Linked DNA regions of Mus musculus: region 2 is linked to region 1. A link is a contact called in public Hi-C data. All regions are on one chromosome and are shown on one strand. Each heading gives the region's core, a stretch centred on a gene start, on an enhancer-like site or on the middle of the called end of the contact. The rest is flanking DNA. Distances are from core to core; before and after follow the strand shown. Region 1 overlaps Pam (peptidylglycine alpha-amidating monooxygenase). Region 2 holds the start of B230216N24Rik (RIKEN cDNA B230216N24 gene).

What was found. Hi-C and Micro-C count contacts between places; a contact is called where the count stands out from the background.
Region 2: a contact with region 1 is called in a Hi-C map of pancreatic cancer cells, with 2.9 times the contacts expected there. The contact joins the promoter of B230216N24Rik here to the enhancer-like site in region 1. A contact is called at or near these places in 3 of 484 Hi-C or Micro-C datasets (embryonic stem cells, pancreatic cancer cells and trophoblast stem cells), 1 of 115 datasets of contacts at active chromatin or transcription factors (pancreatic cancer cells) and 2 of 9 other capture datasets (adipose tissue and pancreatic islet).

What each region holds. Positions count from the first base shown.
Region 1 is chr1:97,915,591-97,920,930 of GRCm38.p6, forward strand. All of the region lies in intron 7 of Pam (peptidylglycine alpha-amidating monooxygenase), which reads right to left. All of the region lies in intron 1 of Gm31771 (a long non-coding RNA gene), which reads left to right. Among named protein-coding and RNA genes, the nearest start is that of Gm31771, 7.2 kb to the left of the region's middle. Within about 2 kb of position 3,076, at least 44 of the 459 cell types and tissues checked have an H3K27ac peak or open chromatin away from gene starts, as enhancers often do. A contact at or near this core is called in pancreatic cancer cells and pancreatic islet, where this site is marked.
Region 2 is chr1:98,045,367-98,050,706 of GRCm38.p6, forward strand. B230216N24Rik (RIKEN cDNA B230216N24 gene) reads right to left here and starts at 2,427. Exons shown (of 3, transcript NR_037993.1): 1 at 2,336-2,427. All of the region lies in intron 1 of Pam (peptidylglycine alpha-amidating monooxygenase), which reads right to left. Gm24465 (a small nuclear RNA gene) reads left to right here and starts at 4,456; the gene lies at 4,456-4,562.

The DNA.
Region 1 (5,340 bases), core at 1,826-4,325:
AACATAGATAAGGAAATGAAGTTTGTTAATTCACTGTAGATTGTAAACTGTAAAAAAGTGGTTTGTTAGGTAATTTGTTAGACTCTCTGAAGGTTTAAAGACTCTGTAATCCAGAATAATGTATCTAGCTATCTGCCCCAAAGCATTTCTGAACATTATTCACTGCAGAAGAAAGAACTTGGACAAGTCTAACAGAGACAAGAATTTCTCACGACTGCATGACAGAATTTTTCTTTTCTTTAAACTGCAGTGTCATAGATTTCCTTTCACTCTCCTCTCCCATGCCCCATGTGCGTGCCTATGTGCATGCCCATGTGCGTGCGTGTGTGTGTGTGTGTGTGTGTGTGTGTGTGTGTGTGTGGTGCGTGTGCCTGCACGTGCGTGGGAGCTTGGGCGCACAATTATGCACTGGCTCAGTGTACCTTTGGAGGTGAAAGGACCATTTATTTACAGGAGAAACTTTTCTCCTTCTCAGAGATTGCACTCATGCGCTGAGTGATTTTATGAGATGCCAAAGGCGATTTTTGAATCAGCAAATGAACCCAAAATGGTTTAGAGTGACTCAGTTTAAATACTAGGATCCATAGCAGCATTCGCTTTGCAGAGGAACGAATAAAAGGCTTGGTGTGTCCTACAGGAAAGCATACACGGGTGAAAGATGCTTGTGGAGAGCAAGAGGAAGCAGCAGAGGAAGAAATGGAGAGCAATCTTTGATCCAATTTCCCACCAACCCAGCACTTAGGCAACAGAGAGCTGGGAGCACTCACACACATTCAAGTAGAGAGTCTGCTCTAAGCTGGAATGCAATCATTTTAAGTGCGGCTGCCCCGCCACTGATCTCTGCTCTATCTTGTTGAAAAATGCATTAGCAAGGGATTTTTTTTTTCCTGGGCTCACAATTTCAAAGCTTCTTCCCAATACCCCTGTGGCCATAACGTTGCAAGAGCTGGAGATAGCTGGAACCAGGGGAATTAGAATTCTTTTCAAATCCTGTTTCACTTCATGCTGCCGCTCCTACCATCCCTACGCACTTGCTCTGTTCCTTCAGTGTGGCAAAGCAGCTTCCTCTTGGATGTGCATGCATTTGTGCACCTACTGACTATGCTTGGGGGGCATTCATTGTCTAAAACTAAGAGAAGGAGAAGCCACACCTGGATGGATCACTGGCATGGTGGAAAAAACTGGAGAGCGCGGAAAAGCCTAGTCTGAAGGCAACCAAGTCCAGACTTTCATGTTGCCATAATTTTATACAGACAGCTCCCCACAGAGGTTCCAACTCCATTAACTTTACATTCACAGAGAAGCTAAATGAAATGAAACGTAGGCGCCAAGCGACCAAATCTAAAGCTCAAAATTAGAATACGGGAGAAGGGTTGCTATAGGAAACCAGTCTTACAGGTTAAAAACCTTCTAAAGTACACGTGACTGGGGCCCAGAGGGATGGCTCAGTGGGTGACAGCATGAGCTGCTCTTGCAGGGTACCCCAGTTTGGTTCTCAGCATATTGAGTGCCTCACAGGGACCCAATGCTCTCTGCTGGCCTCCAAAGGCAGCTGCAATCACATGCATCTACCCTGAGAGAGAGACACACTATACTAAAATAATAAAGTAGGCATGATCATGGTTGTTTTACAGTCCCCTCGTTTACCTGCTTACATTATTAGGTAATGTAATTATTCTTTTAACTATTCTTTTATTTGCACATACTTTTATTTTACAGGAAATTACATAAAGACATGTACTTAATCTTTGCCTGCATGGAATGCATTATTGGAAATGACATAAGCATTTAAGTTGTAGTTTGACAACAAAGGAAGAGGGAAGCAAGTAGACTCCATCAATATGCCCAGATCCATGGCAAAAGCCTCTGTACTGTCATAGCACAAGAGTTACTGTTTGGCAAGCTACACCAAAATCATGAAGAAAAGTACAGAGTGGGTAAGAAGATTTTGAGTTAACAGTTATGGTCAATAGGCTTCATATTGGCATTTACAGTAGGCATATGACACACCATATCTGATTTAACTTCAAAAACACATCATATATTCTGTGATGACATCTAGCCAATTTTTTTTTAACTTAAAATTTTACCTAATTACATTGCGTGCTTGTTTCTCTTTGCACATGAAACAGATGCCTTAGAGGTCAGGCTGAATACAGAGTTACAGGCTACTGTAAGCTGCCTGATGTTGATGCTGGGAACAGATCTACATGTCTCTGCCAGGGCAGCACAGGCTCCTACATGCTGAGCTTTCTCAGGGTCCCTATGTAAAATGTTTTATAGTATTTAGTGGGCTGAAACTTGGGCTTTCTAGAAAATGTTGCTATTTTAAAATGATCACACCATGATACACTGTAGCTTATAGGTGAGATTTTAAAAAATATTTTTATTTTCTTTGGGGTGGAATTGGCAAAGGTAGAGGGTAAATATGAAGGAATGGAGAGATGAGTGGGACTTGAGTGCATGATGTGAAATTTAGAAAGAATCAATAAAAGGCGGGAAAAAAAATAAATGAATGATGATTCCTGAAGTGCTCTCATGAAAGTTGTATGATCCAATTTTACTCATATAAGTCAGAAATTTAGAAACTTTTTTTTTTAGGGTTCACATTAAGAAGAGTTAAAAAGATTTCTAGATTTAATTTCTTTAATTTAGCATATAGGAATTAGCTCACGTCACTCTCAGGAAAACGAATCTTTACCTATACTCTCAAGACCATGCTAAACTGTAGGAAGTCCAGGTGTACTTTTGAGGACTGTGAAACAGGAAACACTGCATCATTAGTACATGTCTCACAACAGTGACTGATGTGCACAGCTGAACTGTAAATAATCAAAGCTGCTCAGGGATCAGAAACCACCACACAGGAGGAACATCGCTTACAACACTGATGGACAGTGAGTGCCGTATATGTGTCTAGACCCTTGAAAAATAGCACGTGTCCCTTCTACATTGTGGACAGTTATAGCCAAAGATTCTGTATCCCCTTGTTTCTATGGACTGTAATGAACGCAGCTAAGGTGGAGTGAGTGCTCATCCGAGAAGTCTGCGGCCTCCTGCGCACACACTTCTGTGTTTGCACTAGTGCTAGAGTAAACACTGGCTGGCAGGAAGGGCGGCACATCCTGCTTCAGCACAGGCCTGCCTGTGAGTGGCATTTAAAAAAGCCAGCTGTTTTTAGATGGAGTGTTTACCGCTTCATATTTGGTGTAATTTACAAAGCACACAACCATTGTGTATACTCTCACAGAGCTCACAGCCTGTCTTTTTCCCTACTGCTAGAGATCACAGTCCCAGACTTTCTGGCTTCAAGGTTATATTCTCTGATTGTCTAGGATCCCACAAGTTTAAGGAGGCACTTCACCTGCATTGAGGGAGGTTTTTTTGTTTGTTTTGCTTTTTTTTTTTTTTTTTTTTTGCTTTTTTTTGAAATAGTTTTTTTTTTTAAAGATTTATTTTATGTATATGAGTACACTGTTGCTATCTTGAGACACACCAGAAGAGGGCATCCTATCCCATTACAGGTGGTTGTGAGCCACCATGTGGTTGCTGGGAATTGAACTCAGGACCTCTGGAAAAGCAGTCAGTGCTCTTAAGCACTGAGCCATCTCTCCAGCCCTATTTTGTTGTTGTTGTTGTTGTTGTTGTTGTTGTTGTTGTTTAAACAAGTCAATTCTGTAAATGGAAAAATACTCACTTAAGCCAAATATGTTCCCACTTTTCAGTAGGAAACAGAAATTTCCTGGGTGATACATGAGAGTTCATATCACTTATATACATAAAATATGCCTAGTTTTTATGTTACAAAGGTAAAGTCTTCACTGACTTCATTGGTATCCAAGTACTGACACTGTGTACACTAGTGTATCCAAGTACTGACACTGTGTACACTAGTGTATCCAAGTACTGACACTGTGTACACTAGTGTATCCAAGTACTGACACTGTGTACACTAGTGTATCCAAGTACTGACACTGTGTACACTAGTGTATCCAAGTACTGACACTGTGTACACTAGTGTATCCAAGTACTGACACTGTGTACACTAGTGTATCCAAGTACTGACACTGTGTACACTAGTGTATCCAAGTACTGACACTGTATACACTAGTGTATCCAAGTACTGACAATGTGTACACTAGTGTATCCAAGTACTGACACTGTGTACACTAGTGTATCCAAGTACTGACACTGTATACACTAGTGTATCCAAGTACTGACACTGTGTACACTAGTGTACTTGTATGCACAGTTACACAGACATAACACCTGTACTTAATGTGCTTTAATAAACAGAGGATGTTGTTTTCTCCTCTTCTGATTGTTTATGGAGAGAAGTAAAAGACCCTACATAGAACCTAGTTCAACATAAATGACTCCTTGGGGAATTCATATGGGCCTGAGTCCATCCGCGTGCACAAAGACCTGCTGACAGACAGCTGATGTGGTGGGGGCACAGAGCATTCAGGAGCACAGCCTTAGGAGAAATATGCTGATTCTTTTTTGGAATGAAAATTGTATTGTAAAGACAGCGATTATCATTTTTTTTCAAAACTTGGTGTAATTTACAAAGCCTTTTCTTTGTAAAGGCAACCTATTCTTATTATAGTCTCCTTTGTTCCTTACAATCCTCCTAAACACATAAGCAGACATAAAGTCTATATAGTCTGTTTAAATGTTATTTACTTTTATATGGCTAATTGTCAGTTTTTCATATTAACAGTTTTTAATGGTAAAATTTGAACCTCATTTTAAAAATGTCTAATCATTTAGAAAAGTTCTACTTCTAAATGAGATGTTTTTAGGAAATGGAAAAAGTGCTTTTCAAAACAGTATATTAGTTTCTAAAGCCTCCTAAACTGCACTGTGGTTACCAAAGTCTGATAGTCTTGAGTTTTATAATTCAATTTCTATCCATCCCCAATTGAATAAATGTAAAGCATCTATTTCATTATTTCAATGAGATCTGATACTCTCCCATGTGCTTACTTAATGTTCTATACCATCTAACACGTAAGGGACAAGATAATATCTAATGGCATTGACTGGATTATGAGAATTATTCCTTACACGTTTCTATCAGAGTAGTGATATACTATTTTTGGTTATAGTAAAGCTCTGTGAATATTAATGCTAGCAGTCCCTCTACTTTTTATATAGCTTCTTCTGGAAAAACTCTTCTAGAAAAGAGAAAAAAATTACTACATAAAATTTCTCATCTGTCTCCTACAGTAAGAATAATTATATGCTTATATATTAAAGTATCAGTACATTATTACCCTACTATTAAACATGAATTATATAAATGAACTCATCAGTAAGAAATTAAATTATTCAAGC
Region 2 (5,340 bases), core at 1,177-3,676, 130 kb after region 1:
CCGGCAAAGCCTTGGAAGCTGTGAGGGCATGGAACTTGATTCTTCCTCAGAGCCTCCTGGAAAAAAATTTCCTCAATTGTGTTGACTTGTAACCAACAGAACTCTAAGGTGAGACATGAGTGCCCTGTAAGCTGTAAGTCCTGTAGTAACTGGGTAGAGCAAATGACGGGAGACTAGATGACCACCTCAGTCATGCTACATAGATCACTTCTTTTAGGGGGAGGGCTAGACACTGACCAGAGAAATATGGTCCTGTTCTAACCTGGGGATCATATGTTCCTGAGAACAGATGGTGCCATATAAAACCTAGAACCTAGGTTAGACGTTGGGGACATGATGTCTTAGAAGGTGCTTTTCTGACTCCTCCCAACATGAGCTTTCAGTCTTCTCTAGATGTTTATTTACACATCTATTTTCTCCATACAATGTCCTGGAATTTTTTTTTTTTTTGGATTTTCTTCCAGTTATCTGTCTTGTGAGAGCCGACATAATCATCTTTCTGCCATGTCTCATGCATATCTCATTTACCTCAAGCTGTCAAGTCTTTAGACTTGGCATCTCCACGCTTCAGCAAGAACAAATGTAACTGTTAAACTTAAAACTTTCATTATGACACGAAAATAAAAGAGACCCTCTCCTAAGGCAATTTTAAAGATCACTCTTCCTGAATAGCCTGGGACTGCTTCTAACTCAAACAGGAAGAAGGCTGGACTCCTGAAGTGTATTTTCCCCAGAGTATGGCTAGCACGGTCAAGTTGGAAAATGACTATTTTCAACTTTTAAAGTTGAAACTGAATATATATTTTAAACTGTGAATTCAGTTAGCTAATGAATTAGGTTGTATTGCTGCAAACATGAGCAGAAAAAAATAAGATAAAATTTAGCATGAAGCGTATTAGTTTTATTTCTAACACAAGCATTATGAGTGTATTTCAATAAGAGATTTTACAAGTATGGTATCAGTTTAGGTTGAGTCAATTTCTTCAACATTTACTCTACTGTAATGTAGATGAATTTGCTTCTACTTATGAGAATCAGTTTCTAATAGCAATTAATGAATAACTTATTAAACACAAGGGCAAGTATAATTTAACACTGTTTTAATATAGTTTCAAGACTGGGAAAATTCAAAGAATAAACACTTATGATACATATGACACATCCTTCAGTTCCAAGGAGCTGAATGTAACTTTTAGTATGGCTTTATACTCTTACAACCATTATTTCTTACTTACTCTTTATAGAAACCTACATCTAGCATTAATGTTCCATTAACATAATTTCCCAGAAACAAATTATATAGACCATATTCCACGGTATTCTAAAAATACAAGACTCTAGAAATAAACAGTCTAAACCACTTCTTGTCCCTGTCAACTAAGCCATGCGCCTGACTTCTATACAGAACAAAGGTTCAGCTTCCTGAAGGATGGGTAGTCTCTGTACGAGCCATTCTCAAGCCCCTGTCCTCTCGCGAAGCTATTTACTAACAGTTAGAAATCACCCTTTTCTACTCTCCTTAAAGCTCACTACCAGATGTACTGAAATTGTTTACTGGGGATCCAGGGAAGGAACCACAGGCAGAATGCGTGGTGTGGTGATGGAGAAGAGAGGTCTATGGATTTCTTGATGAGACAGTTTGGGGGAGAAAAGCTGAAACAGAAAACTAACTTCCAGAAGGGACTCTTCACTCATAGCTCTCCCCCTGACACCATAAGAGACTGCACAGTCCTCTTTGCAGAGATGTGAAGACAAATGCTCAGCCTCAGGAAGGGAGGCATACGTAAGTATTTCATCAAGCACCAAGTTCACTCCTCTGCAATATTAGAAACATATGGAAGTAGGATTGAAGTATGCAATTATGACTGTCAGTAGACACTGAACTTCCGACAATACCTTCCCATATCCTGTTATTATCACTTAAGATGGATAAAATATCAGTAAAAAAATGTATAATTCACATACTTTCTAAGAGCCTTAGCTGCCCTATGACACCTGTAAAAAATATGTTAAGTTTTTTTTTTTTTTATGGAATGCAAACAGTTTAAAAGGAAAGCTATAGTGTGCATGCTGGTTTCGCTTATCAGGGGGTAAGAGGTATTACATTGTGCATTCACAGTGATTTTTATAAGCCCACCCCTACATGTGAACACACATATGCACACATACACATAATATATAGGAAAATTTTAGCCAATCCCCGACAACAGATTTATAGCTTGTTCCTATATATTATGTTTCAGTTAGAAGTATATTTTAGAACACAAGAAACCTAAAGCAAAATAATAGAGACATTTGGTAATTCTTATAATAGTATATTAAACAAAGCACTTACCCTCCATTGCTAATCACACTGGCAGGAGAGCAACAGGAGAGGGGCTTTATTGTGGGATGAATCATCCCCACGTAGATGCTCTGAGCAACCCGTGTATGCATACTGACATCATCAGGAGAGACTTGGAGGCAGAGGCTACTATGGTAACGGAGCAATGTGCTGGGAGACAGCCGCCTTTAATTGCTTTAACAACTTCCTGGGGCTCAAGCGACCAGGCTTGGATTTGCTAAGTAGGAAAGGAAGGTTGTCACAGAGGCAGCAACTGTGACGCAGAGCAGAAGAACTCAGTGAATTCTGGAATTACTAATTTCAGCATGACTTCTTAATGGCAAATGTCATTACACCGTTCCATTGGCAACATCCTTTTCACACACAGAGCTCTAAGGAAGGCATAGGTCAATACCCAATGCTCCGAGGTAACAGAAGTCTAGCTTCATATATAATTCTCTCACTTAACAAGCATTAATATTATTGCATTACAAATATCCTTTTCCTTGAGAGTGAATGCTTGATTCACTTTGAAAAGAAAGCCCACATCTGTGCCTTAGGATGTCTGCATGCTGATAACAATGACAACTGATTCTTTCTATTTATTTCTCTGGAAGGTGGCAGCTGTGGGTCCATTAATCTCTGAGCTCCACTAAATCCTTGCCAACAGGTCACTTATGCAGAAAACACCTCCAGGGAAATGGCTAGTTATTACACCCTGATAAAATCAGCCAGGAAAGCAGGACTTGATGCTACAGTTTTCTTGGTGAAGTCGTCTGTGTCAAAGGCAGAATAAATTCTATTGTAATGATGCCCTTCCCTGGAAAGCCACACAGAACATAAAGCTTTCCTTTGAACTCTTTGTTCTTCCTTGCCTCTGCCACCCATGCTGAAGAGAACACAAGCCCTTTTAACAACACCAGGTTTAGAGTAATTGCTGAAAATAACCATGTGCCAGCGTCAAACTGAGGCTATAATGATATCCTCTGCTTATCTGATCGGTTGCAACACTTTAATAAGTATATAATTTATCATCTGTAGTATGAAAACTATTGTTTTCTCTCCCGTGCATATTTGATTGACATGTTTTTCAACAATACCGGGATCTAATTTTTATTGTAACTACTGCAATTGTAAGGATAAGCAAGAAAGTGGGCAGGTCTTCCTTAAGACAGTCACAGCACAATATAAACTGAAGGTTGTCACTCTGTACTATATACTTAGATCTTAGCTCTTTCAAAGGCACTATTATTATCTCTATTTCAATTTAGATGATGCCACGCCTGCCTCTTAATGTTTCCTTTGTAAGTAAACAGTTTACAAATGTCTAACCAGACCAGTGGCTTCAAAAACAGTAAATGGAATAGAACAGTACCAATTTCCAATCTGAAAAAAATATAGAGGTTTTTTTTGAACCTAATTGACAAGTTGGGGGGTTCTCACTCCTGTAGAGCTTGAGAAAAAATGAGAGCAGAATTGTAACATGTAGTCTCAGGAAAACATAGCATGCCATTAAGTCAGTTAACGAGAGAGAGCTTTCCAATCAAGCTTCCGTTCTTTCATCTGTGCTTTCTGAGATCCTGTTTGAAAAGCAAAACAGACCAAGTTCAGCAAGATGGTAGGTAAGCAGGAGTACTACTGAGAGCCAAGGAGATGGCTGGTCAAGTCTGTTGCTTGATACTGAGCTCTGACAACCTGAGCATCCCAGACCTGTATGGTGGAAGGAGAGAGCCAACTCCTGAAAACTGTTATCTTGCTTCCTTGCTTTCACATGCATGCTATAGCATGCACACGTGCTCATGTGCATGTACACACCATATACACTAAGTATAAAAAACATATTGCTCTACACATATGGCATGATTTAAAAAAAAAAAACCCACAACAACAACATCTGTTGGATTGAGGATATAGCTGATAGGTAGAATGCTTGTGTAATATTCATGAGGGCCTCTGAATTCAATCCCTCGTGCTCATAACTGTGTGTGCCAGCTCATCTTTGTAATCCCAGAAATCAGGAGGTAAATCAGGAGGCTCAGTAGTTCAAGGTCATTGAAGCTAGCCTGACCTTTATAAAATCACATCTCAAACTGTTTCTGTTTATATGAATATACACTGAAAAGTATCTAGAAGTGCTCACTTTGGCAGCACATATACTAAAATTGGAACAATACAGAGACGATTAGCATGGCCCCTGCGCAAGGATGGCATGCAAATTTGTTAAGCATTCCATAGTTTTCAGTCCCATGGAGGGAGCAGCAGTGTCAACAGGCCAGACTCCCTGCCCCGCCTCCAAGAGCTCCCCGAGACTGGACCACCAACTGAAGAGTACACATGGAACGATCCATGGCACTGGCCACATATGTGGTCGAGGATGGCCTTGTTGGACATCAGTGGGAGGAGAAGTCCTTGGGTCTGATGGGGTTTGATGCCCCAGTGTAGGGGAATGCCAGGGCAGGAGGACGGGAGTTGGTGGGTGGGGGAGCACCCTCATGGAGGCGGGGGGGGGGATGGGATACAGGGTTTCCCAAAGGGGAGACCTGGAAAGGGGAAAACATTTGAAATGTAAATAAAGATAAACATCTAATTTTTTAAAAAAGTATCTAGAAGGTGTACCACACACAAATGTTAGGAGTGACACTTTGGGCAATTTAAATTACAGATTATGTTTGTCCTTCAATCTTTATATGATTAACTACTTTAAAGAAGATTTAGCCATGAATTCAACAAGCAGAAATCCACCTAAGTGTGCTCTGTGGTAGTAGCCATCCTGGCTCCTGAATCCACAGAGGGCTCATCACAGCTTTGGTGGGCCAGGTCCTACACTAACCACAGGCGTTCAAGGATGCTTCAAACAAGTCTTTTTTTTTTTTTTTTTTAATAACCTTCCTGGTTGAATGGAGCTAGGAAGTAAAAGTGAATTAAAGTTATCAAGGAAACAGACACATCAAAGGAAGCAGGTGCACTGACCTTTCCCGAGATGTGAGTCAAAAAGGCAAAACAATCCATCAATACAA